Regions from separate parts of the Mus musculus genome. Here region 2 is linked to region 1. Evidence: chromatin contacts called from public targeted proximity ligation data. All regions are on one chromosome and are shown on one strand. The core of a region is the stretch at or near the end of the contact, and the rest is flanking DNA. Distances in the headings are between cores, read along the strand shown.

What was found.
Region 2: a contact with region 1 is called in a targeted proximity ligation map of bone marrow-derived macrophages, with 4 times the contacts expected there. A contact is called at or near these places in 2 of 130 datasets of targeted methods (bone marrow-derived macrophages and pancreatic cancer cells).

The regions. Positions count from the first base shown.
Region 1 is chr19:10,453,147-10,460,601 of GRCm38.p6, reverse strand. Lrrc10b (leucine rich repeat containing 10B) reads left to right here and starts at 3,155. Exons shown (of 1, transcript NM_001111140.2): 1 at 3,155-5,231. The coding sequence starts at 3,287. The coding sequence ends at 4,165. It also overlaps a transcript of Syt7 not described here.
Region 2 is chr19:11,047,758-11,055,212 of GRCm38.p6, reverse strand. It overlaps AW112010 (expressed sequence AW112010), which reads left to right and starts at 4,647. Exons shown (of 3, transcript NR_102366.1): 1 at 4,647-4,825; 2 at 6,821-6,934; 3 at 7,120-7,455.

The DNA.
Region 1 (7,455 bases), core at 1,906-4,405:
ACAGAGAGCACTGGGTTGTTTTTGTGTTTTAAAAAACCCTTCATATAGATCTGAGGGTGGGTAATATTGTTATAGCTTGTGGTTGGCAATAGAAAGACCATTTTGAAGGCTGGGGATCTGTCTTTTGGGTATTTTTGCGGCGGCGGGGGGGGGGGGGGGGGAGCAGAGGGCATGGCTGGGTCTAGGCCGGAACCTGGAGTTGTCACAGCCCTGGCTCCTTGCAGGTCTCAGTTTCCTGCATTCCTGGGAGTGGGGAAAGGTTGGGGGGAGCCCATGCTGGGGGTGAATCTAATTCATTAGCGACAACTCAACAGGGATCAGGCGCTCACAGCGCCAGCATGACTCATTGAGATGATTGCTTCACTGCCGATCTGCGTGGGCCTTGAGCGCAGCACATTTTACCTTTACCCACTGAGAAGGGCCTGGTGGGAGGTAAAGGTACAGGATCTACCCAGAACATGAAAAAGACCCAGAGGAGGCAGAGGGCTGGCCTCCACGTTCCCAGTCCCAGGAGCAGTGCCTGGCTGGTACCCGAGCAGAGGCACACATAGGGCCGCTTGGATGCCTACAAGTCCAGGAGGGCTGCCTGGTGCTGCAGTGCCAGCCTGAGCATGTGGTGAGGGTGGGTTGACTGTATTCCCTCCTCCACATCGAATGTCCCTTGGTAAAAGCGCTGAAGGGATATGGGGGTTGGGGGATATTCATGCCTGGCTGGGTTTGCCCTGGATTCCTAGTATCTGAATGCCCACCTCCTTCACGCGATCCTCCCATGTGAGAAGAGTGTTGGGCTGGGACTTAACAAGGTCTGAGTACTTGAGGACCTTGAACGCTGTCTAGCTGGGGCTGAGAATCCATCCATCTGGGAACTGATGTCTGGGTTTGACTTTTTCTGGCTTGACCCTTACCTTGGCTGGGGTCACCACATCATTTTGTTAGTTTCCCCAGGGTGGAGCTCCATGGCTGTTCTGTTATCATCTCACCCCAAGAAACCTCTTCCTTGAAGACCGCTGCTATTGTTCTGCTAACAAATATCTTTTAAAGATCAGAAAAGGAGAAGCCAGGAGTGAAAAAGAACCTGCTGGGTGGCGTCATCCCTAGGAAATTCAAGAGCAAGCAAAGTTGACCCCTGATAATAGAGGTCATGATCAAAGTGGCCTCTGGGAGAGGGAAGAGGTGTGAAGGGACTTCTGAGTCGTAGGAATGGAGCACGAGGGCTGGGGTATAGCTCAGTTATTACCGTGCTTGCCTAGCACGTGCTGGGTTTGATCACCAGCACCATACGATCAGGACATGGTGATGCACACCTGTAATTCCAGCACTAAGGAGGTGGGAAGACCAGAAATTTGGCCATCTATTGAGTTGGAGGAGAGTTTGAGTTATATGAAACTCTGTAACTAACAAACAAAGGTACAAAAAAAAAAAAAAGAAAGGGGAAAAAAAACCCAACTGTGACAGCAAAGGTACACACATTTGTCAAAAATACACACAATTGCACTGACATTCCCAGCCCTTCCTTCCTTCCTTTCTGTCTATTTATCACTATTTCCTGTTTTCAGATAGGTTCTTACTATGCTGCCAGTCTGGTTAACATAGCTGGGCTAATAGATGTGAACACTCTACGCCCCCCTTTTATTGCCCACTCCCCATTCTGAGACAAGGTCTTGCTCTATATCTCATTAGCCTTAAGCCACTCTATAGCTTAGGATGACTTTGAACTTGCAGAAATCCTCTTGTTTCTGCCGGGAAAGATCTGGAATTACAGGCAGGAGCCACACCCCTGGGCTTTTGCTGTGTTGTTTCTCCAGGCTGGCTGATCAGCTGGGATTATAGAGGTAAACCAATGTGTCCTCCTTCCACTGTCCTAATTTCAAACTTCCATGGCAGTATGGATGGATTGGAGGACACTAAGTTCTGACAGCTAGGTCCTAGAGAAGGTGGGAGTGGGGCAGGGAGGAGAAAGTGGTCTGTTGACTGAGCGCTCACGGTACAACCTCTTGTCCCTTGTATAACCCTCAAGCAGGTTTTTCTAATCTCAGGAGGCCGCTTTCCTCCTCATTTCTGTGGGATTAATAATTCCTTTCTTAGTTTTTGCATTGTGAGTCAGAGACTCTGTTGAGGAAAAACTCGCTGGAGGGGTGGGTGGAATGCTGTGTTTTCTTTTACTGGGAAGGTGTATGCTTAGGAGTTGGGTTCTTGAGTCACACTGCCTGGCTTCAAACGCCAGCTTTTCTGGTCAACCAAAGCTTAATGTCTTTGAGCCTTGCTCAATGCCTCTTTTTTAAAGTATGGGAAGTAGCTTTTGGCAAAGTGACAGACACGTGGAGCTCTGGCAGAGAGAAAAGGGAGGAGGCTAGTGAGAGCAGCCGAGTCATAGAACCAAGATGATTGTTGTCGGTGCCACTCAAAGGTAGGCGCTTGTCCCAGTCCTCTGCCCACCATGGCCACACATAGACCTTGGGTGTTCTCGGAGGGGCTTGGGTATGAGCGGGTGCTAGAGCACCAGCAATGGGCGGAATCCGGGGAGGGCGGAGCCAAGCATAGTCCCACAAATCCTCAGATCTAAAAAAGACCAGAACATAACATTGTTCCGAGTTACTATCCTGAAGTGACCCCAACTGGGAGACTGGCCGCACGCCGCTGGACGTCGGGGGTGGAGGGGTAAAGTAAGTGACTTCGCCTTCAGGTACTACTCCAGTATCCCTCCTCCCTTTTTTCAGTCCCAGGTTTCTTCCTTCTGGACCCATTTTCCCTGAAGCACACACAGCTACACCAACCAAATGGCCTGCTGCGGCAAGTTTAGACAGCGTCGGACGTCGGGGCTCAGCGCTAACTAGCCCTGTGCCGGGTTTGCGCTCAGCCGCCGCCTGGGCTCAGGCTGGCTCACGGATAGGCTAGCTATCCAGGGACCAGCTTCAGCTTCAGGACCCTTCTCACGGTCCTCCTTGGCCCCGCCCCACCCCGCCCTCCCTTTGCCTATTGGCAGCCGCACGCGCGTCGGGGGTTGCCAGGGCGACGGGTCGCTAAGCTGCAAGTCAGCTCGAACTCCAGCCAGTCGGCCTCCGGCGGAGGCAGCGGGGGAGGCCGAAGGGCGGGTGGCCGAACGCGGTGCGGGGCGGCGGGGCCCAGGCGGGCGCCTCCTCTCGGCTCGGCACGGCCCCCCTCCCGGCACACAGGCAGGCCGGGGCGGGGGGCCCCCGAGGCCGGAGCGGCCCGGGCCCCGTCGGGGCGGCCAGGGCGTGGCGATGCCGGGTGGTGGCAGCGGCGTCCCGGGCCGGGGCCCGTGACCATGGGCATCGCAGAGTCCACGCCGGACGAGCTGCCGTCGGACGCCGAGGAGCAGCTGCGCAGCGGCGAGCAGCAGCTGGAGCTGAGCGGGCGGCGGTTGCGGCGGCTGCCTAGCGCCGTGTGCGCATTGAGCCGCTTGCAGAAGCTGTATGTGAGCGGCACCGGGCTGCGCGAGCTTCCCGAGGAGATCGAGGAGCTGCGCGAGCTGCGCATCCTGGCGCTCGACTTCAACAAGCTGGAGCGCCTGCCCGACGGCCTGTGTCGCCTACCGCGCCTCACGCGCCTCTACCTGGGCGGCAACCGTCTGCTGGCGCTGCCACCCGACTTTGCGCAGCTGCAGAGCCTGCGCTGCCTCTGGATCGAAGGCAACTTCCTGCGGCGCTTTCCGCGGCCGTTGTTGCGCCTGGTGGCGCTGCAATCGCTGCAGATGGGCGACAACCGGCTGCGCGCGCTGCCCGCCGAGCTGCCGCGCATGACCGGCTTGCGTGGCCTCTGGCTCTACGGCAATCGCTTCGAAGAGTTCCCGCCCGCGCTGTTGCGCATGGGCCGGCTGCACATCCTAGACCTCGACCGCAACCGCCTGGGCGGCTTCCCCGACCTGCACCCGCTTCGTGCGCTCCGAGTTTTCTCCTACGACCACAACCCAGTCACTGGACCCCCGCGGGTGGCAGACACCGTTTTCCTAGTGGGCGAGGGAGCCGTCGAGCGCATGGCTGAGCGCGACGAACCCATTCCGCGGCAGCCAGCCCGGCGTCCAACCCGGGCCTTTGATGATGAGGAGGAAGAAGACCTACTCATAGGAGGCGCAGGACCCAGGGCTCTGGGGCCCACCAGGGACAGCCTCCGAGCCTTGGAAGCTCCTCCAGGATTGGGCACCTGAGCCTCTTCCCTGAGTGATGGGTTGGCTACTCTGGAAGAAGGGACTCTGCGAGGTTGTGGTTGTTTGGATATACGGTGTTGCTGGGCCTCTTACTTGGGGCAGTGAAGGAGCATCATTGAATGAGCTGCCCGGCACAGGCAGGCCTGAGGCCATCTTCAGACAGTACTAGGCAGTAAGAAAGAGTCCCTGGGCTGACCTCTGGGCAGTTTTCAGACCAAGAAGTCTGGGATAGAGCCACTGATGGCACGACAGATGAACCGGTTCTCACCTGGAACCAGGGCCATCACTTATCCGTAGAATCATCCCTACTCTGACTCTGGATGTCAGGGCATCTATAACTTTCACTTGGGGTTTGGATCGCCTAGGCCTACCCTAGGAGACTGTATGGGGCAAACTCTCCATGTGTGTGTGTGTGTGTGTGTGTGTGTGTGTGTGTGTGTGTGTGTGTGTGTGTGTTGGGGGTGGGGCCGGGGGAGTTCTGGCCAGAGGCAGGGCATAGGGACTATGTCCAAGACAGAAGTAGACATAGACTGGGGCCCCAGTTCTCCACCCTGATAGCTGTATGTATGGTACACAGAAGAGAAAGGTCTCCACCCATCTTTCCTCCGGATCTTTTCTCTCAGCCTGTGCTGCACTATTGCCGGGCAAAGAGAGATCTTTCCTCTCCTGCAGCCTGTGCCCTCAGTTATCAAGTGTGAGAAGATGCCACTGTGCCTCTAGGGCCTCCTGCCCCAAGAGAGAGGGGCTCTGCACTCTAGGAGGTTGCTCAGGGCCTCTGTACTGCCTGCACTCTCCATTTCCTTACATGGGCACAGCCAGGGTGGCTGGCACGGCATGGGGCACTGGACAGGCACCATGTGCCTCTACTCCGTCACCAGGGACAGCCTCTGAAGGGCTGAGGAGACAAGCTCTGCTATTCCCAGGGCCAGATCCAAGCAATAATAGGAGGTGAGGGCCAGAGGACACTCAGGGACACTGTCAGGGGCTGGAGCCCCAGAAGGTAGTGTTTTCTTTAGGAAGAAAAAAAAAACCTTGTAAACATAAATTTTATTTCTTGGAGAAAGAATGTGTGTTTCCCACATGTCTATTTATTTATAAGCCCGGGAGCACCAAGTTCCACCGCTGTGGGTGCACCTCCCCCACCCAAGTGCCCCAACTCTGTGTCAGGATGACCCTGGCCAGCTGTTGTGTCTGTCCTTCTTGTCTGGGGAACAAGTGCCTGTTGCAGAAGGAAATAGCATTACTCCCTGAAGCTGGTCACCTGGCATCTTCGGATGTCCTCATGTTCTGGCTCACCCTACCCTTGGTTGTGCTGTAGGGGTCATCTGCAGCTTGGTTCTTGGGATCTAATTCTTGGATCTCCCACCAGCTGGGCTGCCCTTCCTCTATTTGCTGGACAGTACTGGCCCCTCCCACTCTGTGACTATACTTGCCCTATTCTCCTTTGCCTTTCTCAGCCTCAGTTCCTTCAGTTTTGCCCCCCCCATCACCATGGCAACAAGAGCTGATGTCATATATGGAGCCAAAAGGTCAGGCTCAACCCAGTAGCTGGGCTAGTACATTGGGCTGGGCTCTGGGTAGGGAGGAGGCTGGATATAGATCTAGAGTGGGATAAGACTACACAGGCAGACAGAATGAAAGGTGGGGAGTAAGATTAACATGGGACCCAACCGTAGGCTTTGTTTTTGTTAAGGCTCCTTCTGGGGCTCTGGGGCTCTCAGGAACCTCCCTTACGTGGGGGTAAGGATTTGAGAGGTGAGGTTATCAGGTAGCTTGAGTGAGAGCTGCAGCCCACCAGGGACTGACCTCTGGCTCCAGAACTTGTCAGGTACAGGGGAAACCACCATGGACCAGGTCTGTCCTTGCTCCTGGTTCTGCTCCTGGTTCTGCAATTGGTTGAATGACCCTGATGAAGTCTTGGATAAATGGGCCTTAGTTTCTCCATCTGGAGTGGAGAAGTTGGATTTTTAAGTCTGATGCTCCAGCCCAAGACTCCACCCACTGTTTTATCCACCATTCTTTCCTGTGTAGCTACAGCTCAAGTTTCCTTTCTGATCTTTCTGCTCCCCTGTCCTGACTCACCCAAGGCCAGATGGTCTGAGCAATGCCCTACAGTGGACTCTCCTGCATCATCCCGAGGTGTTCATGTTCATCCCTCGCCCCCTTATTTTCTTCCTTCCTTCCTTCCTTCCTTCCTTCCTTCCTTCCTTCCTTCCTTCCTTCCTTCCTTTCTTTCTTCCTTGTTTGTTGTGTTGTGTTTTTCGAGACAGGGTTTCTCTGTGTAGCCCTGGCTGTCCTGGAACTCACTTTGTAGACCAGGATGGCCTCGAACCCAGAAATCTGCCTCCCTCTGCCTCCCGAGTGCTGGGATTAAAGGCATACGCCACCACGCCTGGCCTAATTTTCTTTATCCAACGTAGCACCCATGGCTATGGCTATTTGCCATCCAAGGAGGAGCTCCCGAGGCTGTCAGAAGCAGATCCAGTTTCTTCCGGAAAGTTAGTTTGGTTAGAGTTCATGCAGATGCCTGATACCCTGGTATAGATCTCTCTGAAGAAATGAGGGCACTTGGGAAAGGAGAGTCTATTGCCAGTTCCCCTGACCCAGCTCCCCTTGGTGGTGAAGATGTGAGGTATGAAGGATCCCATTATCGCCACCCTATAAGGTCTTGGCTAGGTCCCTGAAGAGAAGGAAGAGCTGTGTGACACTTGTAACCACAGCCTCATTTGTGCCCCAGTGTCAGGGGCAGTCAGAGGTGGGACACGTGTGAGTAGGACAGGAGAGCTTTAGGGACAGAGGCCGAAGGAGCTGGCATTCAGAGCAGGAGAAAAAGCCAAGGGAACATGGGTGGCGGGAAGAGGACATGGTAGGACAAGAAACAGGTTGAGGAGAGTCTGGGACCTGTCTATTGGCCTATTTGTGGACTCCTAACCCAGTGCTCAGTTTCTACTATGATGGCTGGCAAATTGGCAAGTAAGATGGATGAGAATTATAGTCTGTCTCCTCCCCTCTGATTCTCAAGTCTCTGGACTGAGTCCCAAGCCTCCAGACCAGCTGACCCTTTTTGATTGGCAGGCAGGGCATCCGAGTCTGGGATGTTAGCAGGATCCTTTCCTAGTTTTGTAATTGTCTACCCAAAGGGTTTGATAAAGGGAGAAATGGGATGAGTAGGAACAGGAGACCCTCCCCAGAAGCCCCTCCCCTCCTTCCGTGCTTTCTTAAACCTCTCCCAAAGCTCCTCAAGACATCAGGGCACTGATTCTGAAGATGGACATTTATTACCACAGCCA
Region 2 (7,455 bases), core at 3,398-5,897, 590 kb before region 1:
TGGCTATCTTCTTTAGGTTTGTTGAAAGATTACTTTCTTCCTTTTTCTTGAGCTTAGTTCCTCTCCTTATGTTGGAGTTTTTCCCTTTATTATCCTTTGAATGGCTGGATTTGTGAAAAGATAATGTGTAAATTTGCTTTTGTCACAGAATAACTTGGTTTCTCCATCTATGGTAATTGAGAATTTTGCTGGGTATAGTAGCCTGGGTTGGCATTTCTGTTCTCTTAGGGTCTGTATGATAGATATCCCAGATAATTATAATTCTGGCTTTCGTAGTCTCTGGAGAGAAGTCAGGTTTAATTCTGATAGGTCTGCCTTTATATGTTACTTGACCTTTTTCCCTTACTGCTTTTAATATCCTTTCTTTGTTTTGTGCATTTGGTGTTTTGATTATTATGTGATAGGAGAAAATTATTTTCTGGTCCAACCCATTTGGAATTCTGTAGGCTTCTTGTATATTCATGGGCATCTCTTTCTTTAGGTTGGGGAAGTTTTCTTCTATAATTTTGTTGAAGATATTTACTGGCCCTTTAAGTTGGAAATCTTCCTTCTCGTCTATACCTATTATCCTTAGGTTTGGTCTTCTCATTGTGTCCTGGATTTCCTGGATGTTTGGAGTTAAGATCTTTTTACTTTTCTCATTTTCTTTGATTGTTGTGTCAATGTTTTCTATGGTATCTTCTGCACCTGAGATACTCTCTTCTATCTCTTGTATTCTATTGGTTATGCTTGCATCAATGGCTCCTGACTTCTTTCCTAGGTTTTCAATTTCCAGAGTGGTCTCCCTTTGTGATTTCTTTATTGTTTCTACTTCCATTTTCAGATCCTGGATGGTTTTGTTCAATTCTTTCACCTGATTGCATATGTTCTCCTGGAATTCTTTTAAGGGATTTTTGTGTTTCCTATCTGAGGTCTTCTAACTGTTTACCTGTGTTTTCTTGAATTTCCTTAAGGGAGTTATTTATTTCCTTCTTATAGTCCTCCATCATCATTATGAGAAGTGACTTTAGATCCATATCTTGCTTTTCTGGTGTGATGGTGTATCCAGGACTTGCTGAGGTAGGAGAGTTTAATTCTGATGATGACAAGTAACCTTGGTTTCTATTGCTTCTGTTCTCTTGCTTGCCTCCTGCCACCTGATTATCTCTAGTGCTCGCTGCCCTCAGTATATCTGATTGGAGCCTGTCCTTCCTGTAATCCCAGTTTATTCAGAAGTCCTCAGAGTCCAGCTTTCTCTGGGATCCTGGGATTCTGGGATCCTGTGAACCTGAGATTCTGGGTGTATCAGAGTTCTAGGCAGTCAAGCTTCCTCTGAGACCCTGAGATCCTGGTGTGACCAAGCTCCTGGGATCCTGAGATCCTGGAATCCTAAGATCCTGGGCATGTTAAGTGCTTGGAAGTGGTACCTCCTCTGGGGAACCATGGGACTGTCTGCTGTGTTTGAAACCAAGGTAGACCAGCACCAACTGAGCCACTGGTCAGGCAGATTTCCTGTGTCCCTGCTCCTGCTGGCACAGACCCCTCACAGTTGCCTTGGAACAGATGTTGTGTTGGACTCACCAGTGATCCTAAGATCCTGGGTATGCTAAGGCACCTGCAGCGTGGAGAATCCTCTGGGGAATGTAGGAGCATCCTCTGAGTTTATGCCCATGGTGGCCCTGGACTGGCCAAATGTAATGATTCTTAAACAACCAAAAATTGAGGCATAGGGCATAGCCCAGCACAGTCCTAATGGCCCACATGCATGCTGTGCGCTCTCATTTTTGGAACAATGTAATAATTGCACAATTGTAGTTTCAGATTAATGTTTGACTTGCAACGTTTGAAAAAATTATTAGAAAATGAAACAGAGCCATGTACTGCTAAAGTCATACAGAGTTCATCACCAGAGAGTGAAGGAATTTACTGGAACTATGAAAATTATTAGTGTAAGAGACACTGTCATGGGATAAGGGAAAAGTGGACTAAAGGAACACGAACACAGGATACTTTAGTTCAGAAACAAAAAATCTATTGAGTCATTGTGTGCAATGTGCAGAAGCAGAAGCTAGCGAAACTGCAGAGTTAAAGGTTAGCCTGTTTCTTTCTAACCACTGCCTGACACCTTTGCCCTTGTTTATTGTTAGAGCTTCACGGGAAAACCACACGTAGCTAACCTCAGAGCTTTGAGCTCTGAAGTATAAGTCAATAGTTAAAGTTTAAATAATATAAGTTTGCAATTATTATTTGGCCATAGGGCTGAGAATAGGGAAAGCTTCGAACTTTGAGGAACAATCATAATTCTTAATTCTTTGTGAGATGTGGTCATTCTTTTGAACTTCATACATCTGGTAATGATTATACAATGTCTCTCTACCTGCTTTTTGGAGTAACAATAAAAGACTGGGGCAAATTAGAGGTGTGAGGTGTGTGGGAGTGTGAAGAGTGGAGAGTGCAGTATGTGAGAGAGAGAGAGAAAGAGAGAGAGAGAGACAGAGACAGAGAGATCAAGCTTTGAGACTTGCTCATTAGGTTGTACCCGAAAATGTTACCTGTGTGTTCATTATGCACCTTCCAGATATCCCTGCTTCCAGCTGAGACCCCTGATCCTGTGTAGAGGCTAGACCCCAGCAGGTTATGAGTCACCATGTGGGTGCTAGGAATTGAACCCAGGTAGTCTGGAAGAGGAGCCAAACCCTTTATCCACTGAGCCATCTCTCCAGCCTCCAGATCAATTTTTTTTAAGTCCAGTTCATGACTATTCACATTTTCAATAAATCAAGCACAGAAATACCCACATTTACTTACATAGGAGAGTAACAATTATAGAGAACAGGGTCATGAACCTGAGAGGGAGTGTGGGGAACTTCAAAGGAATTGGAGGGCACAAGGTAGAAATGATATAAATATAGTATTCATGTATGAAAAATAAAATAAATTTAAAACAGAATACAATGCTCTTCAGTGACGCTTGCAATAATGTCTTTTAATCAAAGTACTTCCAAAATTTTTCTTTTAAATAAAAGAGAGGGGAGGGGAGATCACAGTGTATAGATATGCATACTTTTCTCTTGTTCTGTCTTTTTTTACACTGGCTTCACTTGTGAACCTAGTGTTGGGGGAGGCAAAAATATTTCGCCTCCCCACCCTCACAACTGCTAAAAACTAATTCTCTTCTTACTAAATTTTTATTTTGGAAAATAGGGTTTTTTTTTTTCACTAAAGATGCTTATTTCTGCTGACATGAAATGTATAGCTTTAGCCTAACAACTAACAAATACATCTTAGTCATCTCTGCTTTCATTTATTCAGTGGTAAATATCAAAAAACGGAATCCTTATAAGCTCTTTCAGAGTCTTTAGTTGATTTCCTCCAAGTGCAAAGATGTCCCGAGTTCCTTGAGTTAGAATACACTCACCCTCTCAGAGCCCTAGGACACAGAGAATGGGTCTCCATTCTGGAGCCTCACAACCCAGTCTAAAAGCCCTTCACTCCTCCTCCTCAGAGGCAAGGGACCAAGATCAATGTTGAGTGACAGCTCTCTTGACCTGCCAGTCAACTTGATAACCTCCACCTATCTTCATTGTTGTGTTTTGTTTTGTTTTTTATTGCTCTGAAGAGACATATGACCAAGGCCACTGATTTTAATTAATTAACTTATTTATTAATTAATTAATTTGGAGGCCCACAGTTTCAGAGAGTTACAGTCTGCAATCATCATAATGGGAAGCAGGGCATCAAGCAGGCCGGCATGGCACTGGAGCGGTAGTTAAGAGTGTACTTCCTGCGGAGGAAGAAGAGAGGGGATCGGGGGAAGGGAGAGAGGGAATAAGAGAGAGAATGTGCACAGTGGGACACACCTCCTCCAGCAAAGCTACACCCCCTAATTCTTCCCAAACAGTTCCCAACCAGGAACCAAGCTTTTAATTTATGAGGTGGGGGGGTCTCACTCAAAGGACCACACCCTATGGAGAGCGGGGCCTTCTGTCTCTGCTGGGGATTGCCTCCTCTTCCTTATATTTCCATGTCACCTCTATTACTCCCAATCTGACCAGTCAGCTGGCTGTGCCAGCAGTGACTGCTTCCCTGTCACTACACAAGATCTTTCACAGACACTCTATGGGCTTTTTAGCAACGATAACAAGGTGGCACCAACAGGAGAGCTCATTAAACCTATTGTCCCTTGGTTCTGGAGGCAGGAAGTCTGAGTTCAGGGTGTCAGCAAGGCTCCATCCTTCAGGAGGACTGGGAGGAGAGTCTCCTCCAGGCTTCTCCTAGCCTCTGGCTTCTGGCAGTATAATAGTGAACTCTCCTTGTATTCACATCTGCTAATTCTTTAACCTACAACCCACGATGAAAATGCAAACACAGGAGATACACGCTTGAGTGTAATCCTGTGTCCTGCCTGAAACCACATCCTAGAGAGCCCTGAAGAATATCCACTGACCCATGTACTTGTGTTACTCTTACCAAAAAAAAAAAAAAAAAAAAATCAGCATTTGCTTTAAATCATTGAAATATCATATTATGTCTGCTTATTTCCATAGCCAAGGATGAAGCAGTTGTCTCAGGCAACACTGTACTGTGTTCCAAGCAAGGAATTTCCCAAGTGGGAAAAGGCTCTTGGGCTGTGTTTGCAGATCTTCCTGTTTGTTTGTGGGATAGGCCAACTAATTGTGTAAACTTCTCTCAGACTCGGGGTTTTTCAGTCCACTCCTGTTTAGCAAATAGTGCCCCAAAGCAATTCAAAGGGAAAGTGAAACTGACATTCTCAAACTTTATATAAAAAACCAAAGAGAAGATCAGCAGGAGTCTAGCAGACAACCTGAGCTGCAAGATGTCTCCCGTAAGTACCTCTTGATCTGTAAGGGGAAATCTATAGTGGGTAAGAAGGCCCATGGAAGGCCTCATCCCAGCTTACTGGAGAGAATGAGTGTCACCTTCTGTCTTTGAAAGCTTGCATTTAGTTTGTTATTATTTCTAAGTCTGTTTTTCCAGGAAGATATAGTTCTTGTGGGGTGGGTATCTCCTGTCTGACACCACAGAACTCAATTCTAAGCCTGGGATGTAGAGAGGAGACAGCACTAGGTAGGCATATGAAGGGCCAGCCAGGCGCTGCGGGAAATACACACACACACACACACACACACACACACACACACACACGCACACGGAAATATCTGGAAAGGACAAAGCAAAGGACTTAAGCGTAAGTTTCTCCTGGGTCCTCCTGTGTAAGTTCTTTCTGATTTTCTCCTCAGTTGTGGATCACTTCACTGACTTTTTCTCAACGTGCAGAGGCCTTAATTCCTTCCCCTTTTAAAATAGCTCTGTTCCAGCCCAGCAGACTTTTTAATGATCTAGCTTTCTCTAAAAGCTCAGAACAATGGCAGGAGTCTGTACCCTCTTCTGAAGATGAGGCACCCTGTATGTAGTTAGAATCTTCCTCTGCCCTAGAAAAAAACATTTGATACAGGCCCTGCTCTCTCCATGTTAGCTTTGCCTTCCCCCTCTAGCCTTTAACCATCTCACTTTTCTGACTGTTCTTGTCCATGACCTCACATCCTACTCTTACCCAGAGGAGCCTCTCTGTTTTGCTCCAGACTGCACCTAGAATTGTCAGGGTCAGAGTCCAGGCTCAAGCAATCCAGATTCATCTACCCAGTCCTTAATGGGCCAACTAAACAAATAAGAGTGGAAGGTAGAAAAAAATGAATTCATTGTGACTTCATTGAGAAGCAGAGCAAAGGGGTCCAGTGACTTGGCCCCACCTGGGCTTATCACTCAGTTTCTAACATGGAGTTTAAATAAAGAGCCAGAGGTATGCAAAGCGAAGAATTTCTTTTTTTTTTTTTTAATTTTTATTTTATTTTAATTAGGTATTTTCTTCATTTACACTTCCAATGCTATTCCAAAAGTCCCCCATACCCTCCCCCCCACACTCCCCTACCCACCCACTCCCTCTTCTTGGCCCTGGCGTTCCCCTGCACTGAGGCATATGAAGTTTGCAAGACCAATGGGCCTCTCTTTCTACTGATGGCCGACTAGGCCATCTTCTGATGCATATGCAGCTAGAGACATGAGCTCCGGGGGGGGGTACTGGTTAGTTCATATTGTTGTTCCACCTATAGGGTTGCAGACCTCTTTAGCTCCTTGGGTACTTTCTCTAGCTCCTCCATTGGGAGCCCTGTGATCCATCCAATAGCTGACTGTGAGCATCCACTTCTGTGTTTGCTAGGCCCCGGCATAGCCTCACAAGAGACAGCTACATCTGGGTCCTTTCAGCAAAATCTTGCTAGTGTGTACAATGGTGTCAACATTTGGAAGCTGATTATGGGATGGATCCCCGGGTATGGCAGTCTCTAGATGGTCCATCCTTTTGTCTCAGCTCCAAACTTTGTCTCTGTAACTCCTTCCATGGGTGTTTTTCCTAATCAAGTTGTGGTCTTACTCACCTTCACTGCCTCAGCTCCAGACCCTTCTGCAAAGTAGTCAGACTGTGGGCAGTCTCTTTCTGGAAGGTAACAGGCTCCCAGCCTTTTCCTTCTCCCAGTACAAAACACACCCTTAAGGCTTCCTGCCTCTCTCTGAGGAAATACCAAGGAGCTTACCTCAGCAATGGTTCTTCTTTCCTGAGGCACTGGCTGAAAGGGAGTAAAGTAACCATTCTTTTTCATCTACCCTGGAGACTCCCAAAGACTCAGAGAGACTTTTTACCCATGAACTTGAGAGAGAATGGGAGAATTACCAAAGCCATAAACATGGTCTATTGCAAAGCCACAGTTCAAACTCAGACATTTCAGGTCAGTATTCACGTCCTATTCATCTGATCTGCTTCCAGATCCCTCTGATATTTATCTTTGGTGGTGTGCTCATCATCTGCCTGATGCAACAATACCTGGCGTATAAGTCTTCTAAGAACGTCGTTAAAGTCTTCTGCCATCAAGCCAATGATGTGAGTGCTGGGGCTCTCTGGTGGGTGGAAATATGTTTGCTAAGAGGGTAGGTCTCTAGAAGGGACTTCCTGTTTTTGGCTTCCTGCCTAGAGTAAGGAGGAATCGCACAGTGTCTGAATCCTACAGGTTTGCACATCTTTTTTGCATCCTTATTACTAAGCCTTGCTGTCTCTATATTCCCTAGGTACATATATACCAGACCCAGGTCGTCATGACAAACACACTGGAAACCTCAAGTGGAAAAAGCCACCCACTGGGTCGTTCAGGAGAGATCCAGTCTTTAAAGAAGCAAAACTAGAGACCAAAATAAGTCCTCTTCCTTCTAGATGTGCATCATCTGCTTCTTCCTTCCCTAGAAGACTGAGGGAGCTATCTTTCACAGAGTGTATTCAGTGGTATACGTGGAGCTCAGAAGTAGACACTTGCCTTGCCTCTATTAGGACTTGATTGAACCCAAATACCACAAAATTCTTTCTCTCTGCTGAGAAAATGGAAATTTAAGATGGGAACCAAGCACTGT